2 separate regions of the Gossypium hirsutum genome follow, and region 2 is linked to region 1. Evidence: chromatin contacts called from public Hi-C data. All regions are on one chromosome and are shown on one strand. The core of a region is the stretch at or near the end of the contact, and the rest is flanking DNA. Distances in the headings are between cores, read along the strand shown. Region 1 holds the start of LOC107961468. Region 2 holds the start of LOC107959855.

Evidence for each region. Hi-C and Micro-C count contacts between places; a contact is called where the count stands out from the background.
Region 2: a contact with region 1 is called in a Hi-C map of leaf, with 3 times the contacts expected there. The contact joins the promoter of LOC107959855 here to the promoter of LOC107961468 in region 1. A contact is called at or near these places in 2 of 34 Hi-C or Micro-C datasets (both in leaf).

Annotation. Positions count from the first base shown.
Region 1 is chrA05:99,103,438-99,110,890 of Gossypium_hirsutum_v2.1, reverse strand. LOC107961468 reads left to right here and starts at 4,758. Exons shown (of 4, transcript XM_016897593.2): 1 at 4,758-5,020; 2 at 5,180-5,285; 3 at 5,405-5,457; 4 at 5,560-5,805. The coding sequence starts at 4,961. The coding sequence ends at 5,631.
Region 2 is chrA05:99,232,188-99,239,640 of Gossypium_hirsutum_v2.1, reverse strand. It overlaps LOC107959855, which reads right to left and starts at 4,083. Exons shown (of 2, transcript XM_016896018.2): 1 at 3,931-4,083; 2 at 628-3,750. The coding sequence starts at 3,678. The coding sequence ends at 880.

The sequences.
Region 1 (7,453 bases), core at 3,509-6,008:
TAGGCGGTCTAGTTCGTGCGATAAGTGTCTCAAAGTTTGGAGTTGCTCTGAGACTTTACACCGATGAGTTTATGAAGGAAGAGGACATGAATACACTCCCACACAATATCCACATCTCCCCCTCCTTGTGTGGAAGGCTTTGGCACCACTCTCTTCCACCTACGACCCCAGCCACTCGAAGGCCTCAGCTCTCCCTCCTTCCCTCTACTATCTCCATGCCATATTGGCTCACACATTGACCGGGAGGGGAGAGAGAGCACCGGCGTCGTCAACACCCACGACGCTTACTATTTATGGTGCATGGCGAACGCACACATGACTGATTTGGCATACTTCATTGCTGTCGCCATTCGCCATCAGACCGAGCGGCATCGGAAGAGAGTGATCTCTATCGGCCCCTACGTGACGCGCCTTGCCAGACACTTTGGCCTCCTTGACACCGTGGCCCAGTCATTCGCGCTTACCTGATAGGTCAGATGTCCCCATAGGGCATCATGACTATGTTACACATAATGATGATCGAACGCCGACGTGAGATCGATCCTCCTCAGTACCGTCTATCTCATGCCATTGACGAGGAGGATCTTGAGGACATCCCTGATGATATTCCCCACAGCATGAGAAGCCTTCCACCGCGCCACATAGGGAACGACCAGTTCATGCGGCTGCTTCATTGGCGTACCTTTCCGACCGACTCGCTCACTTTAAGCAGTATTGTACTACACAGTTTGAGATGATTCACGAGCGAGATCGGCGACAAGACCGACAGATGGACGACATACAAGCCATGATGCAGCAGCTGTGCCAACACCTCCACATCGACACTCCAGCACCACCACCTGAGGGCCTCACCGACAAGGATCATTGAATCCTTTTTATTTTTTTATTTTTATTTTTACTTTTATTTTTATTTTTATTTTTATTTTTATGTTTATTTTTCGTTATAAAGACATATCTATATTAGTAAATTTTATTTTTTCCCATTTTCTGGTCTTTCTAACAAGTAATTCCACTACACTCTCTTCCACACCAACTCTTAATAAGCTCTTCATAATTCTATAGACTTCCAAGCAAAGCTGCTAGAAATATTTTACGGAATAAGGAAACAAATAGAGAACAATACCTAACGAGTGCCATGTTCAACGACCCAATTTCTTCATCTAGCCAAGAACAGTGGCCGCTACCATTTTCCCCAAACACTCCATCCTCAGAAGGGAGTTTCACCTCTTTCCCTCTTATGATTTTCTTTATGTTGAATAGTCTATCTTTGTACATTGAGGGCAATGTACATATTAAGTATGGGGGTGAACATGAAACCTAACTTTTTTGCATTATTCTCAAATCCCTGAATTTGGTCTTGTGTTTAAGTGATGTTCTCCTAATCCTGATCGAATGAATCCTTGATTGATCTATAATTATTATTGATATGTCGTAAATTAGACCAAGGGAATTATGCATGATTATTTGATTATAGGACATTAGAGAATCAAGCATGATAAGTTGATAATTTGAGAACTAAAATTTTTAGGTTATTTTCCTGAATTGAGGTATTATCTTGAAATCTTAAGTATACAAGAATAACATCAAAAACCCAAATTTTTGGTGAGATTTTTTAGCCTTTTGAGCATATAGCTTTCTTTCTGGCTCACTTCTTTTGTGGTTTGAGTGTGTCAACATTGAATTGTTATATTAGAACTTGCTTCAATTATACATGTCAAGATCACACGTTTGATTTGATATACTAAGATGATAAAGGCACTTAAGATTTAACCCACTTACTCCATAAAAAGCCTTCCCACATAATTAAATCCTTAGTGAACCCCCGTTGAGCCTACTGACCCTTTTTCATTGATTAACCCTCATCATTAACTTGTTAAAATCCTCTTACTTAATTTGACCCTTTTTATCGAGATTGAATTTAATATTGTTACCTCACTATGTTCACCATTTTTTGTTACTGAATCATGAAGTATAATTTTTAATTTTTTCTTAAAAAAAATGTGTGTGTAATTCTCAGCAAGCTAAAGTTGTCATGAACTCATGTAAAATAGTTCTAGCTATTTGTTTGTGATTCAATGATTAAGTTTTTGATAGTGGGGTAACATATTGAAATTATCTCGATTCTAACCCCTGTTCTTCAACCTGTATCCATACCTGTAACCTAAACCCTATTACAACCATGCAAAGACTTTTTGATTAGTGTATCATATTATTTACAAGTGATGGAGATTTGATTTTCATGCAAGCCTATGGTAATAACTTTTCATGTTAGACAATCGAGTGCTTAATCTTTACCCTTAAATACTTTGAGTGATTTGAGTGAATCTTTAGTGAGGATGTCATCTCCTGTGTATTTAGGACTAAAGTTAATTACTTAAAGGAAGGAGCTTACCTATAATTTTATTATCGAGATATCCGATTTAGATTGTTTGAGGCTTTTAATGCCCCTATAGTTAAATTCTCACTGTATAAATTTCCGTGGAATAGTTTGTAACATTATCAGTAATGATTATATGATTGAAAAGAATGAATTCTAGCAGTAAGTGAGAATTTTGTTTGAGGACAAGCAAATGCTTAAGTGTGGGGGTATTTGATAAACGCCAAATTATACATGTTTTTACCCCAAATACTTAGCATATTTATGGATGTTTACTATTAGATTTGTGGATTTTGGTGCTCTTAATCCGATTATTTCATGTTTTGTACTTAAGAGAGCACCAAGGGTCAAAAGGAGCCAAAAACAAGCTAAAAATGGACAAAATGGACCAAATCGAAAAGATCACACGGCCTAAGCCTTGCCACACGGGCAACTCACATGCCCGTGCCTTTCGAGGGTGTCGACCAAGGTTTACACGACTCACACAGCCTGACCATTGAGCCCACACAGCCCTGGCAATTTAACGTATCGAAGACGGCCTGACAACCATGTCACACAACCGTGGCACACAAGCGTGTCCTTTTTCAAAAAGTTGTATTTTACAAGGAAAAATGACACTTAGGGGGCAAGAAAGCCAATCAAAAGCCTATATAAACACCCTAAGTATGACCTAAAAAAGGGGCTTCTCTCTCTAGAACTTTTCTGGAACATAGAACCACACGCCGGGAATTACTTGAAGGAAGCCAGACGATCCATCTCAAAAGCCGGAGTTACTCCAAGACTGAAGATCTCTCTCAGAATTCCTTCAGGGGTTTTAGAGTTTTCTTTATGTTTTGTTATTTTTATACTTTTGAGATGTATTCTTATTTTATTATGAACTAAACCCCTTAGATACCTAAGGGGGATAAAACCTATGATGGATCTTGTTATTATTATCTAAATTGTATGATAAATACTTGATTTGTTCTTAATTATGTGTTCTTAATGCTTGAGTTAATATTCCGGGTATTAATTCATGATTTGATGTGCTTATGCAGAGGATGAATAAACCCTGCCTAAGAGTAGATTTGGCATAATTAAGCAGAGTTGATCGGGCGCCTAGAAATAGGGTTACGGGATTTTACCGGATTAGGGTAAAACCTAATATGGGAGTCCATAGATCGAGCTAATGCAACCCTAGAGTGTTAATTAGAGAAAAGTCTCGGTTATCCAATCTAGGGGTTAGACGTTATTAGTCTTGAATAGGGATAATAACATAGGTTAGGGAGTCTTACGGATCAAGTCAAGTGAATAAATAGTCCAGTTCAGAGTCAAGTAACAAGTGAAATCTAGGTGGATTCCTCCTTGGGTGTCGTCTTTATCAATTGCTTTTCTTCAAGTCTTTTTCCAAACTTTCTCTTTACTTTGATTAAATTAGTTAATTAGTTTAGATAATTAGTTTAATAAACAAACCCTTTTATTCTTAGGCTAGATAATAAAAAGATAGTTATTACTAGTACTTTTGGTTCCCTTGGGTACGACATCCCTATCTTGCCATTACTATACTATTGTTCGATAGGTGCGCTTGCCTTTTCGTCGTGATAATAGTTAGTCTAGGTTTGATCTTCATTATAAAAATTTATTACTTGTTACGAATCACTGCGATCAATACTTATCTACTAACTCCTCTTAATGGTCTATATGCCATGTAAGGACCTCAAATTTTGAATTCCATAGCTATTTGATCCTTTTAGCTACTAGAATTCAACTTTTACATGTTATACAATTTGGTCCTTTTATCAATTAAACATGTAATTAGTAAAATTTTCTTAACGAAATTTTTATACAATATTCCTATCAAACGATAGACCATAAAATAATAGTAAAATAAATTTTTTGGGGACTCGAATTTGTAATCTCGAAACCCCTATTTCAGTTTCACTGAAAACGGGCTGTTACAGCTAGTATGACTATTAAAATTGCTTACCGATTTGTCCTTGATAAGACATAAAATAAGTAGAGATCTTTAATACTTGGTCTTGTGTTCAAACTATGTCTTTTCAATCATGGTAAGTCGATCATACTAAAACTCTTAGTAAAAAAAGTAAGATATAATTTGACCCCTAAAATAGGAGTCTTTATGTTACTTTTATCTAAAAAAATAAGAAATATAATGATGAAATTATAAAAATATAAATCATTTAAAATTTTATAGGAAGAGTGTTGTGAACATATATATATATATAAATGAAATAGTAGGTGACTGGTTAAATATCAAGAGGATTTATGAGTGTTGGTATGGATTCACGTCAAGAAGTAAAAAATAAAAAAATTCCCAACTCAAATTTAATTATTCCTGCCATTCAAATAGTGTGAAGTCTTATCACTTTGAAGATGAGGTGAGCATGCCTTAAAAGATTTCTCAACCTCTTTTGGCCCTTCACTTTATATATGGATAATACATAACCCTTTTTTTCCTCACTTTTTCCCTCCGCTTTTTCTCTTACTGTTTCTTTGTTTCCTCGTAAAAATCAACCTGAATATCTAACACAAATATCCCAAAACCTAATACTTTTTTGCCTTTTTTTTTTTCCTCTCTAAAAAATGTACCTTAAACATCCACTCCCTTGTTTGCATTGCCAACCACATGACTACATTAGAATGGTAATAACACCTTACAATATTATGTAACCATCTCTCCAACATCTTGGGATTCGTAGAATCTTCTGCTTTGTTTGCACAGTGTTTCTGACCCTCTTTTTTGTGTGTAAAAAGTATAAAATTCCAGGTTCTTGAAGCTTTGAGTTGATTTTGTTTTTGTAGGTTCAACATATGATTGAGAGGTGTTTGCTCCTTCAGATGAGCAGAGATGACTGTGTCAAAGCACTGGCTAAGTATGCTAAGATTGAACCAATCATCAGCCTAACAGGTAAAAGGGTATCTTTACAAATATCCCGAATTTGGGGATTGGCACCTCTTAAATGTGAATCCGCGGACCAAAATTGTCATTGGTTTTGAACCAGCTTATGCTGATGCTTTAATTTGCAGTTTGGAAAGAGTTGCTTAAAGAGAACAAAGCCTTCTTTCGTGACTATTTCCAGGCAAGGCAGTACTTGAACAATAAGTCTAAAATCAAATTCTGTTTTGGATTTGTTCTTTGGCATGAACTTAACTGAATTTTTTTTTTTTTTTTTGTGATGAAGATAGCTCAACTCAAAGGAGGGCTAAATTCAGAAGAAGAAAGTATTAAGAAAGATGATCCAAAACCTCTATGACTGAAGATCACGTATAAACTAAATAGAAGTGATCAAGAACTGGACAGACCTCTATTTCAGCCTTCAGATTGCAAAATATAACTGGGTCTTTTCTTCTTTAATGTTTTTAGACCCAGATAAGGATTGTAATTTCTTATCCTTTTATATATAATATGCTAAGTTCCCTTAATCTTACCAACTATCTTCCAAGTTTGTCTAGGATTCAAAATTACCGTCGGAATTTCCATATGATTCAATAAATAATTGTTTGGAAATCTTGATTTGGGTCAAGAAATTTTATATTTTTTATTTGGATAACAAAATAATAATAATAATAAAAAGAGTCCAATTTCTTAATAGTTAAATTTTAGATTTTAAAATCCATTTTAAAACTTGGAAATTTCAAAATGTAATATTGATTAAAAAAACATGAGAATTCTTTTGCTTATAATATATCATCAATGAAGTTCAAAGTTTTTAAAATCAATCGACAAGGAAATTAATTAGATCACTAGTACTCAATTCAATCAGTTTGATCAATCCGACAGGTTCAACTAAATAAATTATTAAAAATAGATAAATTCGGTTCGAACGGCCCAATCAATTCACGAGTCAACTAATCTGACCTTTTATTTCGAATTGGTACCTCGACCGATTTCAATCCAAGTTGTTTGACCAATCAATCTAATGTCTTCCTTTTATAGGGGTTTCATAGAAACCGAATCTAGTTGAGCCGAGTTGTTTACATGTATAATGCTAATATAGTATATATTTGTCAACAATTTAGGTTATAATGTTCTACAATTTTGGTCTCAAATAGTATTCAGATTTCTTAATATTATTTAAAAGAGTTAATGTTTTAGATTTTTATTTTTAATTTTGGAAGATAACATTGTTGTTATTATTTATACTATAATATCCATGTTTATATAAAGTTTAATTCAATTCAATTGTCAAAAAAATAGATTTTTAATAAAAATATTAAAAACTTTAGTTTAACTAATTCAGCCGCTCAATCAATTAGTCCATACCAATTTTCGAGTTAACTAGCCTAATGTCTTTCTTTGGATAAGTATCTTGATCATTTTTTGGTCCGACTACCCGGACCAGTCTGTATAATAATATTATTATATTAATTTAAAATTTTATAATTTTAAAGAGATTAAATTAAAAAATGTTGGGAATGCCTACTTTCCCTCCATGAGTGCAGCCCCAAAGGCAAAGGCAAAAGTTGTATAAGGAAGAGTGAAGATAAAATAAATTTGCCATTATAATTTTTACTATTTTTCAAAGTAAAAGAAAATAAAAATTTAAAAGATTAGAAACAGTAGGATTCCGGCCTGCCCCTCACTACACACCCTGAATTATAAAGATTTGGTTCCATCAATGCCTTCTTACGTTATTAATGTAATATATTACTTATGAGATATAAAATAAAATATAGTTAGTATAATTTTAAATTTTAAATTAGAAATATGAGTAATTTTTTTTTGTAAATATTAAGACACTTTTAAAATTAATAAAAAAATTTCTTTCATTTTACTAAAAATAAATCACGAAAATAACTAAATATTACCAATTAAATAAATTATAATTTACTCATATACTAAAACATAAATAAAAAATAATACTTCCACCAAGCGTAATATAAAAGTTATAATTTTAAAGCATACATGTTTAAAGAGAGGCATGGAATTTATTGTATTATTGCTTAATCAAGTGCTTGCTTAATCAAATCAAGTGCTTACTTTTAATGTGAATTTTAGCATTATTGTTGTAGTTGAAAAATAAAAATTTTACTTAAATTATATTTAAGCTCATTTAATTATTAATAAGTTTACGT
Region 2 (7,453 bases), core at 2,834-5,333, 130 kb before region 1:
TAATTTAGTAGCAGGTTTCTACGGAGGTTAAGCTTGCAGATTTTAGATGATGCGTTAAATAAAGTTTTAGAGTTTCTGCAATAAGATAAAGTTAATGGTGTTTTTGCTCAATTTAATTTGATGGTGTTTTTACTCAATTTAATTTGATAGAATTGTTCTCTTGTTTAAAAAAAAAAGTATTTATCTAAAAATGAGTTGAATTGTTCTGATTTAATTTATAATTTTATGTTGCACAAATAAATATTTTAGCGAAGAGTTGCCTGAATCAGTGACTAGAACTCTTTCTCAACAACATTTAAATAATACAAGTTTAAATTCTATATTTTTTCTTCTCCGATATTGTATTAATAAAAAGAAATATTTTATATCTAAAATAGCAAAAATAATTTAAAAGTTTTTATAAAAAATTATAGAGGGTATTGATTATATTTTATTTATTTGAAATTTATTGTTTTTTAAGAAATATTTATAAAAAATTTCAGTAAATTCTACAAAGGACTCCAATTGAGATGGTAGTAGGTTTTTTCTAGACCTGTGGCAGGGAGTACGCGAATAATAAACAAATTCGAAGGCTAGTAATTTGAATTCGGGTATTTCAGAAACTGTAGACATCCAATGGAAGCAACATTTAAAAGAAAAATCTGATTCCAGTATGCTCAATAGTAACAGAATTTGTATCCAATGAAAACAGAATTCAACTACTGCAGCTTATGCCATATATATATATATAGCATGTGCTGATTTCAACATATGCAAATGGTAACTATGAACTACTTACCTAAGTATTTCTTACAAAATCCTAACCCAATGTATGTAACAGCAATGACGTAACATACACTTCTACATATCCATACATCCTAAAAGTGACTACTTTTTTGCCTAAGATGATGATGATTCAACCATTGTGTTTACCATCTCCAACAGCCCTTTTATCTCGCTCTGTATTTTGGATTTAGCCTCTGATGACATTGTTTCCTCTGATGTCTCCAGCATTGATGTCAGCGTCTCGAGCTTCTGCTTGATGTAGTTCAGCTCCAAATTTCCAGGTGCCAAAAACTTTGTTGATCTTTCCTTTGCTAGAGAAGGGTTTTTGGCACCTGGTATTTCCTTCTTGTTATGAGCTGATGCTGCCTGGTGAAGTCGAAGCCGAAAACTGACATTGGCAGATCCAAAAGGACTATCATTTTGTGAACTGCTGAAGGCTTGTTTGGCGTCGGAGGTTCTTAAGAAGACAACACGAGCACAGAAATTACTGAAGAACATATCAGTGTCGTCCATGTCTAAAGCTCCATATCTGCTGTATATTCGGATAAGATCGTCCTTTGTAGGCAATGAGGATCCGGGACCGAATGTCACGAAGAGGGCAGCAGGTAAATCATTTCCAACTGCAGCAATGGCAGTTTGCTTCCTTTTAGGAGTATATGCCTTCAGTCTCTCAGTTTTCTTCAGTGACGCCCTGGTTGCTTGTCTGGGTTTGGATTCACCCATCTTTGTTTCTTCATTTTTTCCAACTTTTTTCTTATGGGATTTATGTCCAGAGGGAACATGACCAGCCATAGATCGGTTGCTTCCTGATGACACAGTAGAAAAGTCTGGAGATTTTCTCTTTTTCTGATGCTGGAACTGATTATACATTTCATAGTCAGATCCATCTCGATAAACTGAGCTTCTAAATACAGATAAAAACTCCACAACAAATTCAAAAGAGCTATTTTTCCTTTGATATTGCGGACTAAGAGCCATGGATCGGACTTCAACTAGAACTTCGTTAGCAGGAGTTTCAACTTTTGCTAGATCATTCATCTGATTCAGGTATCGTTTAGGTGTAAGAAAATTCGATTCATTCAAGGATTCTTGCTCTGGATGAACTTCTTCAGGGACTTCATTCCCTTTACCCGTAACAAGGTTGTCAGTAGCCTTGCTCATTGTCTCCCCAAATCGGGTGTCACTGGAAACTTCTACAGATTCATCTTCTATCTCGGTTTTCCTTAGCTTCCCAGTTGAACTTGTGTAAGGAGGAGATAAGTACTTGCTTTTCTTCCTTTCTCTAGTAAAAGAACCACTCTCGAATAGGTCCTTAGTTTCAGCATCAATCCTTCTGATACCAGAACCAACATTCAATTTCCTTTTAATCGAAACAGGTTGGTTATCAGTATCTTCTTTGCCCCGATTATCACCGTCATTATCGCTTGCTTGTTTAATCTTCGTTTTTCTTCCCCTTGATGAATAAACCTTATCCATTCCTTCATTGGCCTCAATGAAATCAACTTCAGCATTTAATCCTGAAAGCTCATTTCCCTTCCCCTTTCTTGGTATGAAACTCGAATCACTTCCACCATCACCATTAACTTCATCATTGCCTTTCATCTTTTTTCTCCGAGATGAGGATGCTGGTTTGCTGGACTTTGAGACCTTATGAGCCTGTACATCTAAATCACCTTTTAAAATTTCAGCAATGCTTTTCTGCTTCCTCCTGTGATACATGGCATCCTCCGAAATATCCAGACTCCTCAACAAAGCCCGACTGCCTTGGCCAGATTTTGGATGGGACAAAGAAGAAATCCAATCTTCTTCGACTGGCCCTGTGATTGGGATTCCCACTGCCTCACTATAATCACTCATGTCCACAACAAGAGTTCTAACATTTTCTTCAACATCCGGAATGGACAGGGGTTCATAGTACACTGGCATTCCAAAGCGCCCTATTGATCGATTAAAAGCTGAAAGCCAACCCTTCAACAGTGCACATTCAAGCAAATTACACATAGAAACCGCCTGCGAAATTTGTTTCAATTTACCAAGAACTTCTTTTGGCTCAAAGAGACCAACTAAAACCTTTCCAATTCCACCTTCAGGCACAAGAACTCCTTCCTTTATCCCAGCATTCGCAGCTAAAGGTCGGTCGAGTCCAATACAATTCTCCTTTGGAACGCACGAGCAAGTCATCTTCGACTCAACAAGTCGGCCGATTTCATCAACAGAAGTCCGTACAGCATTGACAAAGTTCTTAGAGCTACTCAACTTCGACATATCCTCAAAATTCTCCTCAAAAGGCCTCAACTGAGAAGGAAGGCACCACGCAAACGAACTATCCCCAAAGTATGCAACAAGGAGTCTTCCCTTCTGCCGCATTTTCACCGCATAATCTGAAGCATCAGTCGGATTATAGACCTGCCCCGGCCACCATGGATGACTCTTAATCTTACCCCATACAAAATAACCAGCAGAGAACTCACCACTAACACTACCACCATCACCATCGTAGTCATCTATTTTATTCATCATCATCTTCCCACCATTGTCTTTCTCATCCAATTTTGCCATTTCATCGTCATCATTTGGTAATACATTTTCAGCACCAATTTCTTTACTTTCATCAACAGCACCTAAAAGGGTGCCGAACCCTTCACCGCTATCACTCCTTCCACCATTAACATCAATGTTCCTAACACTTCCTTTCATTTGTAACAAAGAAGAAACCCCATTCAATTCAGAATCCTCAAGTCCCTCACCATCTTCATCAACACAAGAACCTCCCTTTCCATTTATAGAAACCCTAAAACCATTTTCCCATGATCTTTCAACCGTTAACCCACCAGCTTTAGAACCTTCATTAGCATCTTGGTCTAAAGACTTATCCCCAGTAAGGGTTTCAGTTGGCTTTTCAAAAGCTTCCATGTTTTCCCCCTGAAAATGATTGAATTGTTTTTCCCCCAAGAAAATCAACCTCAAAAAATGGGATTTTTACAACTGAAATAGAGGAAAAAGTAAAAACAACAATATAATCATTTTAATTAAAAAAAGAAAAACAGTAAACAAAAATACCCACTAACACTTACCCATACTTTAAGAGAAAAAAACCTAAACAAATAACAAATCATACAGTTCAACATAAAAATAATTCAAACAAAGAACTAAAAGAAAAAGTACCTGTAGATGAAGAAGAAAATTAAGGGTTTATTAGTGTGCAGGTGAGTTTTGAGGATTGGCGATTTACGACAAAAGAGCACTTGGTCCGGATTTTAAAGAAGAAGATCGTACAGAAGGAAGTGCGGAGACCCTCCTTTTACGGATGTTTGACACGTGTCATCTAATGTTTGCGATGAACTAGGCAAGGCAACCTATACCTCAACAAAATTAAATTTGTAGGTTTTATGGAAATAAGTTGTAATTAAATCTAATTTTGAGAAAATCTCACTTTTTCTTTTTATATTTAAATGAGAAGTATCTTTCAATTTGCCGATTCATATCATTTTTCCACTCCTCCAAATTCCAACTTTACATCAACCCTTTAGAGGTTTTTTTTCCAATTCTGCAAATTTCCTCTCTTTTTTTAACGATGTTTAAAATTATTTACAGTCCTTCTCCGATTCATATATAAGTAGATAATATGTTTCAAAATACTTAAATTCACGTCTTCCTATATTAACAATAATATTCATACTAATTGAATTAAAGAATAATAATTTTTTATTTCATTAGAATTATGAGGATAAATGAGAGGAAATCTTAGACTGATAACTAGAGTTCCACACTCACATATCTCAATTTTAATATTTTTTAATTTATTTGTTTCCTTTCTTATTTTGTATATATTCATTTCCTTTGATTGCTTAAAATAATAATAATTAAAAAGGGGTAAAAAAATTTACAACCTTTGTTTGTCAAATAAATAATTAATTATATTTTTTATAATAATTTATATAAAAGATCAAGAAGATAAAAAATAATATTTCACATTTTAAGTGAAAAAATTACTTTATTACTTCAACTTTTCCATCAAACTCTAAAAAAAGCAAGAATATAAAAAAATTTAAAATATGTTATAAGTCTATGTATTTATTCACAAAATTTAAATTTAATCCTTATATTTTTATTTTTAAGAATTTAATTTCTCTACTTTTTTTTATTTCAAAATTCAAGTCTAACTTTAAACACTTATAATTTTTTATTAACTTTGTTGACGTGACATTTTTAAATAAAAATATTTACTTATAGCCACTTAATTAAAAAATTAACATTTGTAATGAACCTAAATTTAACAAAATAATTTTAACACTATTAATAGTTAGACCTAAAATTTAGAATCTAAAAAATTAAGAAACTGAATTCCTAAAAATAAAAATATAATTACTAAATTATAAATTTTCAAAAAAATACAAAGATTTATGACATATTTTAACCTGCAAAAATTATCCAATTTTAATGTACTAACATTTAGGACCAATTTTAAGATTTTTTTAGGTTAAAATATGCCTTGAGTCCTTATACTCTTCGAATATTTGAAATTCACTCTACTTTTATTTCTAGAAACTTAGTTTCTCTATTTTTTTTTTTTAGATTTCAAAATTCATATCCAATTATTAACATTAATTTTTTTGTTAAATTTGTTGGTATGATATTTTGAAGAAAAAAACACTCATTTAGTAGCCATGCAATAAAAAGATTGATGTTAAGGAACTGAATTTAGCAGAAAAATTGACAATATTAATAATTGAACTTGCATTTTTAAATCCAAAACCTAGAGGACTAAATTCCTTGAAATAAAAGTAAGGGACCGAAAATTTGAATATATGAAAAACACAATGACTTACAGCATATTTTTAACTTTTTTAATAACTAGGCATAATGTTAAATTCAGCCCTTAACATTTACATTATTTGTCAGGTTGGTTCTTTTTCTTTTTTTTTTTTAGTTAAATTTGAGAATCAACCTATTAAAAAGGGTAAAATTTGACCATCAACCTTTTAAAAAAGAGTCAAAATGATGTTTTTTTTAACGAGAATCCTAACTAAAATGTTAAAATTTTAAAGAAGACAATCTACATGACAATCCACGTGTACTCTATGTCAATTTTTTTTTAAATTTTATGAATTTTTTATATATTTTTTATTTTTTATAATTTTTGAATTATTTGCTGACGTGACATATAAAACAAAAGATGCTATGTTATTGTGCTAACAATATTAAAAAATAATGTTTTAGTCATCATTTTCATTAAAAATAAGTTATTTGACTCTTTTTTAAAGGTTAAGGGTCAAATTTAATTTTAAAAAAAGAGTCAAATTGACAAAAAATGTAAATTTGAGGACTAAATTTATCAATATGCCAAATAACTACACTTAAAAACCAACACAATGTGCAATGCACGAGTTTAGTTGTATATATTAATTAAAGTATATTATATTTATTTTTTAAAATTTTGTGATAACCTTTTACGATGATTGGAAAAAATAATATAATATGATTATTTAATTTTTAAAATTTTATATTAATAATAATATAAGTTAAAAATAAAATAATAAATATTTAAAATAAAATTGAATTGATTACTCTTTGCGATAAATTATTTAAAGTAAAAAAAATATTAAATATTAGTTAATTTTAAAGAGAAAATAGAAACTTTTTAACATTATATATTTAGCGACGTAAAAATTTCGCTTTGGTCGCTAATTGAGGCGATTATTTGAAAATTTGAAAAGGGAATTTCGGTTTTAAAGAGAAAAGGAGTCGCCACCGATCTTTTTCCTAGGTGTGATCGGACACCTAATAAATCCTCTTTTTTAAAAAAAAGAAAATTTATTTTTGAACAAAAATGAAGGTTGAATTTGGGTCTACGTGAAAATCCATAGAAAAATAAGGTTCGGGAGTCGGTTACGCACGAGGAAGGTATTAGCACTCTCGCGACGCTCAAAATTGGTATCTTGTTAAACACACGTTGTCTTAATTCTAAAAAACACAAGTTTAATTTAATATTTAATCGCGATCCGATTGAAATACGAGAATTTGAAATTTTTGGTTTTTTAGAAGGACGTCTCGTTTTTTAACACGAGCCAATAATATCCACCCAACAGAGCAATGAAATCAGCGACTTAGTGTTGAAATCGGTACGTTGCCTTATTTATTGAAATTAATTAAAAACATAAAAAAATATATCATTTGCAATAGGAATTTGTAAATAATGCAAACGATGATACAATTAATGAAAAATATTAAAATATAATATTAGAATAAAAATAACAATAATATTCACAATAAAAAAATAATAATAATAAAATAATGTTCTAATAATATAATAAAAGAAATAATATATTTGTAATAATAGTAGAAAATACTAATATGTACATGAAAAATACACATGTATATATATATGTTAATAATGATGATAATGATAATAATACTAGCAATAATAATGAAATACAAAAAGCAAATATAATATAATAATAATATTAAAATAAAGTAATTAAAAATAATATTATATATAAATATATAAATATATATACATATATAATAAAAATATACACTAATTTTATTAATAATAGTAATAATATTAGAAATAATAATAATAATAATAATATTTAATAAAGAAACGAAAATAAACAAAAAAGGATTAAAATTGAACTAAAAACAGAGTTTTGGGGCAAATTTAAAAAAATAAAAGGAAAAGGATCAA